Linked DNA regions of Ovis aries: region 1 is linked to region 2. The links are chromatin contacts, called in public Hi-C maps. All regions are on one chromosome and are shown on one strand. The core of a region is the stretch at or near the end of the contact, and the rest is flanking DNA. Distances in the headings are between cores, read along the strand shown. Region 1 holds the start of LOC101102994 (DET1- and DDB1-associated protein 1-like). Region 2 holds the start of MTMR4 (myotubularin related protein 4).

What was found. Hi-C and Micro-C count contacts between places; a contact is called where the count stands out from the background.
Region 1: a Hi-C map of tail adipose tissue shows a contact between it and region 2, with 2.1 times the contacts expected there. The contact joins the promoter of LOC101102994 here to the promoter of MTMR4 in region 2. A contact is called at or near these places in 5 of 16 Hi-C or Micro-C datasets (blood, hypothalamus, liver and 2 more).

Annotation. Positions count from the first base shown.
Region 1 is chr11:9,317,934-9,324,448 of ARS-UI_Ramb_v3.0, forward strand. LOC101102994 (DET1- and DDB1-associated protein 1-like) reads left to right here and starts at 4,082. Exons shown (of 1, transcript XM_042255310.2): 1 at 4,082-4,857. The coding sequence starts at 4,361. The coding sequence ends at 4,678. It overlaps TEX14 (testis expressed 14, intercellular bridge forming factor), which reads right to left. Exons shown (of 32, transcript XM_060395121.1): 2 at 31-167. LOC114117049 (U1 spliceosomal RNA) reads right to left here and starts at 3,818; the gene lies at 3,655-3,818.
Region 2 is chr11:9,164,512-9,170,865 of ARS-UI_Ramb_v3.0, forward strand. MTMR4 (myotubularin related protein 4) reads right to left here and starts at 1,296. Exons shown (of 20, transcript XM_060395112.1): 1 at 707-1,296; 2 at 55-93. The coding sequence starts at 57. It overlaps SEPTIN4 (septin-4), which reads right to left. Exons shown (of 13, transcript XM_060395118.1): 7 at 4,688-4,822; 8 at 4,457-4,574; 9 at 4,266-4,367; 10 at 3,970-4,066; 11 at 3,714-3,876; 12 at 3,455-3,554; 13 at 2,967-3,189. The coding sequence ends at 3,130.

The DNA.
Region 1 (6,515 bases), core at 2,832-5,331, 160 kb after region 2:
TTGCATGTGGTATTTTAATATGATGCCTACCTTTCTTAAGAATCTTCTTCACTTTCACATAGTTCCCCTGTTTGACATACTCATGAAGCTGTGCTTCCAAGGAGTCATTTCTTAAGGAACCAAGCTGAACAGGACAGGGGACTGGAAGGTGAACAGCCCGAGACATCCTGTTTCAAAAGAAAGCAACATATTTATTTCTAACTGAACCAGAAACACAAGGAAAAAGGTTCGATTCTTTCACATTTCTTTCACTTCTTGTCCATTTTCATTTATAATGAATAAGACTGAGGGACAAAGACCCCGAGCTCCTGAAGCGGGGGACCTGGGTTTGATCTCTGGTCAGGGAACTAAAATCCTGCATACCTTGCTGCTGCTGCTGCTGCTAAGTCACTTCAGTCGTGTCCGACTGTGCAACCCCAAAGACGGCAGCCCACCAGGCTCCCCCATCCCTGGGATTCTCTAGGCAAGAACACTGGAGTGGATTGCCATTTCCTTCTCCGATGCATGAAAGTGAAAAGTCAAAGTGAAGTCGCTCAGTCGTGTCAGACTCTCAGTGACCCCATGGACTGCAGCCTACAGGCTCCTCTGTCCATGAGATTTTCCAGGCAAGAGTACTGGAGTGGGGTGCCATGAGGCATGGCCAAAGTTAAATAAATAAAAATAAATTCTAAAAGATTAAATTTTATTCTCAATGTTACTGTTGAAATTGAAGAACTCAATATTTTTGTCAATTCCTGGGAGTGAAAATGGAGAAGGCAATGGCAACCTACTCCAGTGTTCTTGCCTTGAGAATCCCAGGGATGGGGGAGCCTGGTGGGCTGCAGTCTATGGGGTCGCACAGAGTCAGACACGAGTGAAGCGACTTAGCAGCAGCAGGGAGTGAAAAAGTGATGATATCAAGAAGTAGAATTAGAAATACACATTTATTGCATCATCAAGACCATTAGGAGAGTATTAACTTGTGAGTGTGTGTTTTGTTTTGGCCTTGAGGTTTATGGGATCCTATTTCCCGGACCACAGATTGAACTAGAACTCTTCCCAGTGAAAGTGCGAAGTCCTAACTGCTGAACTACCAGGGAATTCCCAGGAGGGCATTCACTTTGAAAAGTTAGGGGACTTCTTTGGGGGTCAAGTGGCTAAGACTTGGCACTTCCAATGCAGGGTGCCCAGGTTTAATCCCTGGTAGGAGAACTAGATCTCACATGCCAAGACCAGAAGATCCCGCATGTTGCAAATAAGACCCAGTGCAGCCAAAATAAATATAAATAAATATTTAAAAAATTCTGCACCACAATAACTCTTGTCCAAAAAAGAACAAGCAGTATACAAATGCAGACATTTATGTAGAGGGTAGACAGTCTGTGGATTGGGTTCAGAGTTCAGACTCTGAAGTTCTCAGCCTGGCTGTGTCACTTCCCTGCGTGACCTTGAAATTATTATTTAACCTTTCATGGACCTCAATTTCCTCATCTATAAATGGGAGTACTCTGTAAAGTGCTTAGAACTCTGCCTGGAACCAAGGAACTGTCTATAGCTGTTAGCTGCTGTTATGCACACTAGAACCTATGCACACTAGAATGGTAACTGCACCATTTCACATTACCACCAGCAGTGAAAAAGGGTCCCAATTTTTCCAGATCTTCATCAATACTTAATTCTTGTTTTGTTCTTTAAATAATAGTCATCTTAGAACGTCCCTGATGGTCCAGTGGTCAAGAATCCACCTATCAATGCACAGAACCTGGGTTGGATCCCTGGTCTGGGACGATCCCACATGCCTTGGGGCAACTAGGTCCCTGGGCAACAACTACTGAGCCCACACTCTTCGAGAAACCTTCCCACTGCAACAAAGTGGCCCCCATTTCCCCAACTAGAGAAAAACCTCCAGCAGTAATTAAGACCCAGTGCTGGCAAAAATAATTATTTTAAAAGTGATTTTAACATTGACCTTTAAAAAATTTTTATTTATTTGCATTTACACTAATATATGACATTTTGACATAAAATATTCAAATCTTCAGACCTGCTTGTTTCATACGTTTCCTAAAGCTGCAAAAATTAAGCGTCGACTGTTAATCATGTTTATGCTAACTTCCACTTCCTGTATATTTTTCAGTTTACTTCCTTTTAGAATTCTTTTCCAGTCACCCTCAGAGATTCTCTTAAAAAAAAAAAAAATACCATTGTGGAGTAATAGCGTTTAAAACGGTTCTGAACATTACTAAAGCATATTCGCAACCAACCAGCTCCTGCAACTATTTAATCGGTAATTCCCCCTGAAAACTGCAGCTAAACAAACATTTCAGTACTGTAAATTTGGCCGTTTAACCCAGTAAGACTCAAGAGAAGACTCTTGAGAGTCCCTTGGACTGCAAGGAGATCCAACCAGTCCATCCTAAAGGAGATCAGTCCTGGGTGTTCTTTCGGAAAGTGAAAGTGAAGTCGCTCAGCTCAGTCGTGTCCGATTCTTTGCGACCCCATGGACTGTAGCCTACCAGGCTCCTCTGTCCATGAGATTCTCCAGGCAAGAATACTGGAGTGAGTTGCCATTTCCTTCTCCAGGGAATCTTCCCGAACCAGGGATCAAAACCTGGTCTCCTGCATTGGAGGCAGACGCTTTAACCTCTGAGCCACCAAGACTGATGCTAAAGCTGAAACTCCAATACTTCGGCCACCTCATGCGAAGAGTTGACTCATTGGAAAAGACTCTGATGCTGGGAGGGATTGGGGGCAGGAGGAGAAGGGGACGACCGAGGATGAGATGGCTGGATGGCCTCACTGACTCGATGAACGTGAGTTTGAGTGAACTCTGAGAGTTGGTGATGGACAGGGAGGCCTGGCGTGCTGCGATTCATGGGGTTGCAAAGAGTCGGACACGACTGAGCGACTGAACTGAACCCAATAATTGAACGCATTTCGAGTTGCCCTGGTGGCTCAGACGGAAAGAATCTGCCCCCAATGAGGATAGACCCTGGTTGGACTCCTGGGCTGGGAAGATCCGCTGGAGAAAAAATAGACTACCCACTTCAGTATCCTTGGGCTTTCTTTAGTAGCTCAGTTGGTAAAGAATCCACCTGCAATAGAGGATATCTGGATTTGGAAAATCCCCTAGAAAATGATAAATGCTACCCATCCAGTAAACTCGCCTGAAAAACCCCACTGATTATAGTACATGGAGTCACTACTCCATATCTGCTGCTGCTAAGTCACTTCAATTGTAACCGACTCTGTGAGACCTCACAAACACCAGCCCACCAGATTCCACCATCTCTGGTATTTTCTCAGGCAAGAGTACTAGAGTACCATTGCCTTCTCCAATCCATACGTAATCTTAATCACATAGATGCAAAGGCTTACTGAACCTCTACTGCTAAGTCACTTCAGTCGTCTCTGACTCTGTACGGCCCCAGAAACAGCAGCCCTCCAAGCTCCCCCATGCGTGAGACTGTTCCAGATAAACACACTAGAGCAGGTTGCCACTTTCTCCAGTGCGTTAAAGTGAAGTCACTCAGTCGTGTCCGGCTTAGTAATCGACTACACCCTTTCAAACCTCTCCGTGCAAAGAGCATTACAGTGGGATACCATTACTTTCTCCATACTGTGTCTCTGATACTTTCTAAAACCACATGATTTCTCCTTTAAACCCATATATATCAGGGGAAAGCGCGAACGCAGTCCCCCACTACCACAAATTATGCAGTCGAGTTTCCCACATTTGGGGAAATCGCAGGGATCAGCACATCCGGAGTGCAATGGATAAGCCTCGCCCTGGGAAAACCACCTTCGTGATCATGGTATCTCCCCTGCCAGGTAAGTATGAGTTGCTCGCTCTGCCTGCCGACTCAGCCTCACCTTCCAAACACTTCGCACTTACGGTCACTCTCTTCACCGCAACTCTACACCCTCACTTACGAAATAACGGCTTCTCCCAACTATAAAGGCCTGAAAAGCACGTTGCCAGTACCGCAATATTTGCAAAATAACACAAACGCTTCATAGTACATGCTGAACAGGGCCAGCCGACGCCGAGCTCATTTACATACTCCGCGCACCGTAGTGACGTCACTCCGTAGCGCCGACTGAATCCGGGGCTCGTGATAGGCTGACTGACGGCCACGGAGGCGCTCGGGGCCTAATCCCCGGGGCCGGGAATGTGACCCACCTTTGTGACAGAAGAGATTGTAGGGAGGCGATGAGCTTTGCGACTGGGTGGGGCGGGAACAGTCCGAATTATCCAGGTGCGCCTAATGTAATCAAGGGCCCTTATAAAGAGGAAGCAGGAGGTAGGAGGCAGTTAAGGCAGCTGTGGTGGCGGCGGCAACAACAGCGACGACGGTGACAGAGACGGAGGAAACAGAAGATGGCTGATTTCTTGAAAGGGCTGCCTGTCTACAACAAAAGCAATTTTAGTAGCTTCCATGCCAACTGTCTCTGCAAAGCCTCGAACCGACGTCCACCAGTCTACCTGCCCACTCAGGAGTACCCGTCTGAACAGATAATTTTGACAGAAAAAACAAACATTCTCTTGCGCTACCTACAACAGCAACGGGACAAAAAGAATGCCGCCGAGAAGAAAGACCAGCAGCAAGTGAACCTCGAGGCCGAGAGCTGGGCGTCCCCGTGCAAGATCCCACGGATCTACAGCCAGGACTGGGACGACTGGGACGAGGACCCTTGAAACTCACGGCCCCACTCAGACGCCTCCTGTGCTGGCTGCTGCTCGCCTGCCCGCCGGCCTGCCCACGCCCTACCGTTCACACCACTTCCAATATGATAAAGCCAATGTATTTATTTTCCTTGTGTTTTTATTGATGTTGTAAATTTAGCAACTTATGATTAAAGGGGATGTCAGACCCACTAGTGTGATGTTGGTAGGTTTTTTTTTTTTTTTTAAACAAACAAATTGTTATTCACTGCCACCTCCTTCAGTTCCCCCTCCTCTTGTTCCCTAGTCCTCCTCTGGAAAACTGGAGCCTCTCTTCCAGGGTCTAGATTCCGGGCCCTGCTGCAGCTGGTCCTCATGGGTGGGGGCTCTTCTCTTGGTTTCCATCTACTGGTCCGGGTCTTAAACACTTCGCCTTGTCACAAGTTCCTCAGGGACTTACTCTGCCCAGACCTTGCTCTGAACTTGACTAAGTGGGAGAAGTCAGCTCTTGTTCAGTCGCTAAGGCACCGACTCCATGGACTGCAGCATGCCAGGCTTCCCTGTCCTTCACTATCTCCCAGAAATTGCTCAAACTCACATCCATTGAGTTGGTGATGCCATCCAACCATCTCATCCTCTGTCGTCCCCTTCTCCTCCCGCCTTCAATCTTTCCCAGCATCAGGGTCTTTTCTAATGAGTCAGTTCTTTGCATCAGGTGGCCAAAGGACTGGAGCTTCAGCTTCAGCATCAGTCCTTCCAATGAATTCTCAGAGTTGATTTCCTTTAGTATCCACTGGTTTGATCTCTTTGCTGTCCAAGGGACTCTCAAGAGTCTTCTCCAGCACCACAGTCTGAAAGCATCAATTTTTCGGCGCTCAGCTTTCTTTATGGTCCAACTCTCATATCCACATATGACTACTGGAAAACCCATAGCTTTGACTATACCGAACTTTGTCAGCAAAGTGATGTCTCTGCTCTTAAATACGCTGTATAGGTTTGTCACAACTTTTCTTCCAAGGAGTGTGTCTTTTAATTTTGTGGCTTAGCCTTTTCATTCCTTCTGGAGCTATTTCTCCACTCTTCCCCAGTAGCATATTGGGCACCTACCAACCTGGGGAGTTCATCTTTCAGTGTCCTATCTTTCTGCCTTTTCATACTGTTCATGGGGTTCTCAAGGCAAGAAGGCTGAAGGAGTTTGCCATTCCTTTCCTCAGTGGACCACGTTTTGTCATAACTCTCCACCATGACCTGGCCATCTTGTGTGGCCAGAGCATGGCTCATAGCTTCACTGATTTACACAAGGCTGTGATCCATGTGATCACTTTGATCATTATAGTTAAGTATCATCTCCATATCTTGAAGATCTAAGTATTTTTGTCAGGGACTAGTTTGGTGCACCATTTCCACCCTAATAAAAGGAGCTTTCTCATCTGGAAAAAATTAAAAAAGATGGTGGATGGAAGGTTGATGTCAGCAGATGAAAAATTACTGGTTTTGAAAACACAGAAAGAGGACCATAAGGCCAGAATGTATCGAAATAGCCTCCTACAGTCTTTCCCACAGAATAAAGAAAACAGCTCATTTCATTCTTAGAATAGTGAAAGTTTACTTTTAAACCATTTTTAAAATATTTATTCAGTTGTGTTTGACTCTGTGACCCCATGAGCTATACAGTTGATGGGATACTCCAGGCCAGAATACAGGAGTGGGTAGCCTTTTTCCTGGAGAAGGCAATGGCACCCCACTCCAGTACTCTTGCCTGGAAAATCCCATGGACTGAGAAGCCTGGTGGGCTGCAGTCCATGGGGTCGCTAAGAGTCGGACACGACTTTCACTTTTCACTGTCATGCATTGGAGAAGGTAATTCTTG
Region 2 (6,354 bases), core at 46-2,545:
GAGAAAGACACCAGGATTACAGAAAACACCGCAGTCTGAGCAAAGAGTACTCACCATTCTATCGTGGTGAGGGTCCTGGCTGCCTGCTTCTCACTGTAAGGAGACAGAGAAACATATGAGTCAAGAGCACGGAGCATCACCACAGTATCAACAAATGCCACAGAACTACTCCCGAACTTCCCCACAACTCTTATCTGCCTCCCTCACAGAGAACCCAGCCTCTCCACAAGTCAGTATGCCAGACAGAGGCAATGGGAGCTACATGCAGAGAAAGCAACAAGTGACTCTGCAGGGCATGAAGGCAGCCACAAAGTCCTGCAGCAGGACTCGAGTCCTGATTCCCAATCCCAGGAAGAGAATTAAAATGCTCCGAACCCCGTTCTTTGTGGGAAAGCAAAAGATCTGCCAGCTCTGTAGAGATAGAGGATGCCCAACCAGGGCTCACTTCTGGTCCTGGTGGAAACATGAATCCACAAGAGCACTCTGCCAGCCTCTGAGTCTGGGAGCAGCACCCACCTGACCTGTTTACTGGGGGCAGAGTCCAGAGCAGAGGCCAAGAGGGAGGGGACCACAACCTGTGATCAGAAGGCAGCAGGGCTGGACGTGTCCCTCTGAGGGCACTTGACACCAAATGAGGAGCAGGTTAGTGGGAGGAGGCCACACAACAGGGACAGAATCAGGCAAGTGCAGGCCTCAGAGTCAGTACCTGTCAAGTGGGCCCAAGCAACGGGAATGTCAGGATGGGCCTCCCTGGCCCACCTAGGGAGCCACTGAGGTAACCAGGCCCAGGTTTCACTGACAGTTTTCTTCATGCCTGCTATGCGAGCTCAGGGGGCAGTCCAGCAGTACCCCGAAGAAGGCTGTGTGGATATGTCTCCATCCGTGGCCCTCCCCGCCTCCATGGTCACAGCCCACCCTTCCTCATGGAGGCGGCAAGTCCGGGGTTGCTGCCTCACCGCCCACTGGCAAGCAGCCTCAGAGAAAGCGAGGGAGAGCGAGAAAAGGACAGGCCTGGGAGGCCCACGGTGTCCGGACCTCGGGAATCTGGTCACGGGGTGGGGGGGCGGGTCAGGCTGACAGGGGAGCCCAGGTGCCCAGGTTTTAGGGGCGGGGCCTAAAGATTCGGAGGCGGAGCCCCGAATGACAGAAGGCGGGGCTCACGAAAGCCGGTGGGGCCGGGGCGGGGCCGGGCAAGACGCGGTGGTTGCGGTTCGCAGACCGGCAGTGCACGGGGCACGGTGACTCACCCAGCCGGCGTCCGCCCGACCCTCCGGAGGCCGCGCTCTCGCCACTTCCGTCTCCCGCAGCCGCGGAGGCCACGCAGCTCCGACCCACCGCGGCGCCCCGCGGCCCAACCAATCCTACCTCCGGCCCGTGCCCGCCCTGGCCAATAGCCACGCCGAGTCCCGCCCTGCCCCCACCACGCAGCCGCCGCCCTCTCTCTTCGCGCCGCTCGTTGGTCCAGTGGGGCAGACGCCCTCCCAGCTTTTAGCCTATCGGCTTCCGGGAAACGGGGCTGCGCCTGGAGGGAGGAGGTGCGGCGCCGGGGTAGAGACGCAACCAATGGGAAATCACAGCGCGTCCCTGCGGTAGCCAATGGGAGAGCAGAAAAGGGGGGCTGCAGGCGACGGCTCCAGGGACCGGAAGTGGGGGCGGCCCGTGGCCTCCCGGTAGCGCAGTGGAGGGCGGAGCCTCGTAGGGGCCCGGGCTTTACAGCCACTTCCGGTGACCAGCCCGCCTTAGGGGTACTTCTCAGAGAAGTCCCGGGAGGCACCTAAGCCTTATCCAGTTCTCCGTTTGGTTTCTCTGCGGTTGTGCGGCGCAAAGCCAGAAGGGAGAAAAAGATTCTGAATGCTGAGAGAGAAGGGGGACGATCTGGGCCTGAGGCTCCGTCTCGGTCTTCGACTGGTGGGGGTGAAGAGTCTCCTTTTCCGCACCCTGACGTCTTCAACCCTCCCTTTGCGTCGGCGAGCCCGCCCTGTTCGTGACCTGAATGAATGGTGCTTTCCGTTTTGAGAAGCTTTCTCACCTGAGAGATGGGGCTGAGACTGCCACGAGCTAGTTGCGACTCTCTGGTCTGTAAAGGGTGTGGGGAGTCGGACTCCCCTGACGATCCAGCTCTTGGCGCCTCCCTTCCTCTCTGCCCAGGGGAGCCACAGCGGGCAGCAGGGCGGAGGATGGCCGCCGGAGGTCGCCCTGGCCCCGAGATACTACCAACCCGACAGAAATGGAGAACAGTTGGTTCAGATTCTCAACCGACAGCTTAAGTTAGAGTGGACCTGAATGCTTTAATATCAGGTCCCGGGGCCAAAATGTCTTCACTTCTCTTTTGCAAGGGACATTGGAGCTTTTACTCCGTATTTAGTAAATCCCAGGAGAACTGGAACCTTACCTGTGTTCACTGTTAACTCCCAAGGTTTAGAGTCTGCAACCTAGCAGATACTTAATAAATATTCGTTAAATGAATATTTAATTCTTACAGGACGACGATTGTACTTTTTCCATTCCCAGCACTTTCTATAGTGTTTGGTGATTACAGGGGTTTCAACTTGTGTTCAGTACTCTATCACAGGCTTCCTAGAGTGCAGAGTTTAATTCTGCATATCCCTTTCCCCAAAACAGAGGAAATATGAAGTTGGGAGGGTGCATGCAATTAATACCATGTTTTCTTCAGGGCAGATATCAATTCTAAAATGTCTATGGCAGTCTTAGTACTATATGTGGGAAAGATGATGGGCTCCAGATAACAGAGGCAGGACAGATACCGACAGGAAGACAGACTGGCCAGGCTGGATTCTGGGCAGGGACTGAATTCTTGTCATGGGAGGGGAAAGTTTTTCCCATTCTCCTGCCCCTACTAGAAGCCAGAAACCAGCATCCTCCTCCAGCAACCTTTCAAAACTGGGTCCTAGGATCTTGGTTTCCGTGAAATGGGAAAGATACAGACAGTGACACCGGAAGCCACCTACAGATTTGTTAAACTTTATTTCCTCTGAGTCTCTGGGGAGGCAGCAGGGATGTAAGGCGAAGTGGCAGTAGCTGCAGGGGCCTGAGCAGAGCTGGTGCTGGGAGGGGCCGACATAGGCAGGATGAAGAGGCGGCGTTTAAATATTCAGGGCTGAAAGTCAGCTAATGGGTCTCCTTCATCTGTCTCTGGATTTTGTGCAGCATCTCCTGCATCCGCCGCAGCTGGAACAGGCACATGCGTCAGAGGGGGGGCCTCTCAAGAGTCCTACAGATTTAGGGAAGTGCCCTCCCCAATCCCTTCAGTCAGGCGTTTGGTAGCCCTGGGGTGTGATGGGGTTCCTGGGTAGAACCATTAATCCACCAATCCAGGGTCCAGATGTCCCAGGGCCAGGGATATTCCTATTCCCAAACCAAGAGAGACTGAGGTTTATGATTAAATAGGGGTCCTCTCAGGCTGGCGACCCCTACCACCCCATACTACCCTCACCTCCTCATCTTTCTCTCGGATCAGCCTCTCAGTTTCTGGATCTGTCCCTGGTGGGACGGCAGGAAGGGGGAAGTCGGTACCACTCTCTAGAGTCAGTTTGCTACAGGGAAGAGGGAAAGGAGGTTGGTAAGGCTAGGGGAACCCCAGTACCTACTTGGACTGAGCCCAGAGCCTGCGGAACAAAGGAAGGGCTTGGTCTCAACCGCAGAGGCGCTTGGGACCCCACCCCTGCCAGCTCCATCCTGGCCTTTGGCCATACTTGCGATTCCGTTCTTTCACCACCAGGCGGGTCATGCTCTGGATGCACTGTGCCCGGTAGTTCTCATAATGTGTCTCCCGCGTCACGTCTTTCAGGTCCTGCATGTGAGTACGCACCAGCATTGTCCTCAGCTTCACAAAGTCGCAGTGCCCTGGGTTTTCCACTGCACAGCAAGGCTAGGGGTCAGCCAGGGGCATGGGTAGAGGAGACCCGTTGAGGGCAAGGAGATACCCTGGTCACAAGCTCAGAGCTTTACCTTCCACGATGCCCCAGGGGTAGAGCCGGCCCCGAACTCGACGCCCTCTGGCCTCTACCACAGTGTTGCTGCCAATGACAGCAAATGGGATGCTTTCCTGGAAGAAGTTAGGGGTGTCTCTCAACACCCCCATTCTCACCTGCTCCTTTGCGCCTGTATCTTCATCTTCCTCTGCTTCGTTCTAGGAAACCAGGGTCCTCTTCCACCCCAAGAGCCCCTCCCCATTACATAGAATTCTATTCCCTCTTCCACCCAGAAGAAACAAGCTGGGAAAGGGATCCCTGGGGTGGCCCCACCTTTAGGGCCAGGTCCTGTGATTTGAAGTCCTCATCCTCATCAGAGTCACAGTCTGGGAACTGGTAGACCTTGATTCCAAAGTGCTCAATCTCCTCCCGGATCTGGCAAACACACGAGGGGCTCATGGTTCTGGGGGGACTCCGACTTTTCCAGAAGCCCACCTGCTCCCCTGCCCCCCAGCTGCCCTCACTTTGCGTTTCTTGCGCTCCACTTCAGGGGGTGTCAGTGTGTCCGCCTTGGCCAAGATAGGCACGATGTTGACCCGCTGATGCAGGGCCTTCATGAACTCAACATCCAGTGGCCGGAGCCTGGGGAACGGGAGCCTGTGACCAGCTGCTAGTGGCAGCCCTGCCCCGGGTGCTCCTGGCCTGCCCCCTCGGCAGCACCTGGTGGGGCCAGGAGCCCCAGGCTCGGACCGTACCCGTGGCCGAAGGGCGAGATGAAGTACAGGCAGCAGTGCACCCTGTTGTCTTGAATGTTCTTGCGGTTCAGGCCACTCTCATCTCGGAAATACTGCTCAAACTGCTGGTCGATGTATTCGGCCACAGGCTTCCAGCTGGGGCAGGGAACACAAGCAGAGAAACTGTGCGAGTGAGGGCTGCCTAGGGAGCTCTGGGGCTACAAGGAGCCCACGCCCTGGGCAGTCTTTTCAAGACTTGGCTCTTCCCTGACTTGCTTTACCGCATCTTCAGGGAGGTACCTGGGTGGGTCATGGCACATCTCAAACATCCTAATAGAAAATCAGACTAGGCACATGGGCAGAGGTCATTAAACCCTTAGTGTGATGAGAGGAAGAGAGCCCAGGTGACCAAACAAAGCAGTAAGACTAGCAAGATGCGGTGAAAACCAACTGGAGGCCAAGGCAGCCCTAAGTCAGGTTCGCAGTTCAGCCTCAGGGCCTTTATTCGGGTGGGTCCAGCCTCTCCTCCACCTCTCCAAGCCCACTCCGTCCTTCAAAGCCATGTCCAAGAACCATCTCTTCCACAAAGATTCCTGTGACTACACCAAGGCACACTGCTTTCCCTTCCCTTCACCACACATGAAGGTCATATACATATATGGTATATATCATCCATACGTATATTCAGTACATATATTCAAGAACCTCAGTTGTCAGGTCTCTTGCTCTTCGGTTACTGAGTTTTGTCCTGATAGATGCCCTGATAGGTAGACATTATATGTATCATTGTTCTCATCTTATACATGAAGAAGTTAAATCCAGAGCAGCTAAGAGACTTAATGCAGATCATTTTGGCCAGCAAATTCTCTACCCATCCAAGTGCCTGGGCTCTGACTCCCAGTTCAGTGTGTCTGCCACTACGCTAACCCATTTACTAACCTGAGTTTTTGCCTGATTGACACACACGTCAGAGACCTGCCCCCTCCCCTCCCCCACTCCCACTGCCACTGGACTGTAAGCTTCCCAGTGACAAGGATTATTCATACTTGTTCTGTATCCTTTAAAATGTCCAGCATGGGCTGGACACCTAATCTGTGCTCAGTAAATTCCTGCTGGCTGAGTAAATGGGCACTTGCGCAGGTACACCGTAAACTGGGAGGTGCCAGGCGAGGGGAATTATTACTACAGTGTGGAATGTCAGAGGAAGTAAGTAGACTGATTGAAGGAGGAAGCGATACTTGCTAAAGCAGGAAACAGGCGTTGGTTGGGGCTAGAATTTCAAGGCAAGCCCAGTTGGCTGAGACATAGTCCTAGATTAGGAAGGGTGATGACATGGAGGCCACCTTAGTCCAGCAGGAGTATGTACGGAGACCATGCACTACGTACTAACCCAGCGCTATGGCAAGAACGTACGAAGTGGTCCTCCCCTCAAGGCTTCGATCACGAAGCTGAAGATGAACCAGCGTGCTGAGCCAAGGTCTCATGTTGTAATGCTAAAGCATGTAACGCGGGATCAGAGCACAGAAGGATCTGTAAGATCCTGATCAGTCTGGGAGGCAACCATCCAGGGTCAGCTTCCTGGGCGTGTGACCTGTGCAGTCACAAGCGGGCCCTGCGCTCAGAGGGCCCATACCTGGTTTACTCTCTGCTGTAGCCATCTTGAAATTCTTTATCATTTTGAACAAGGG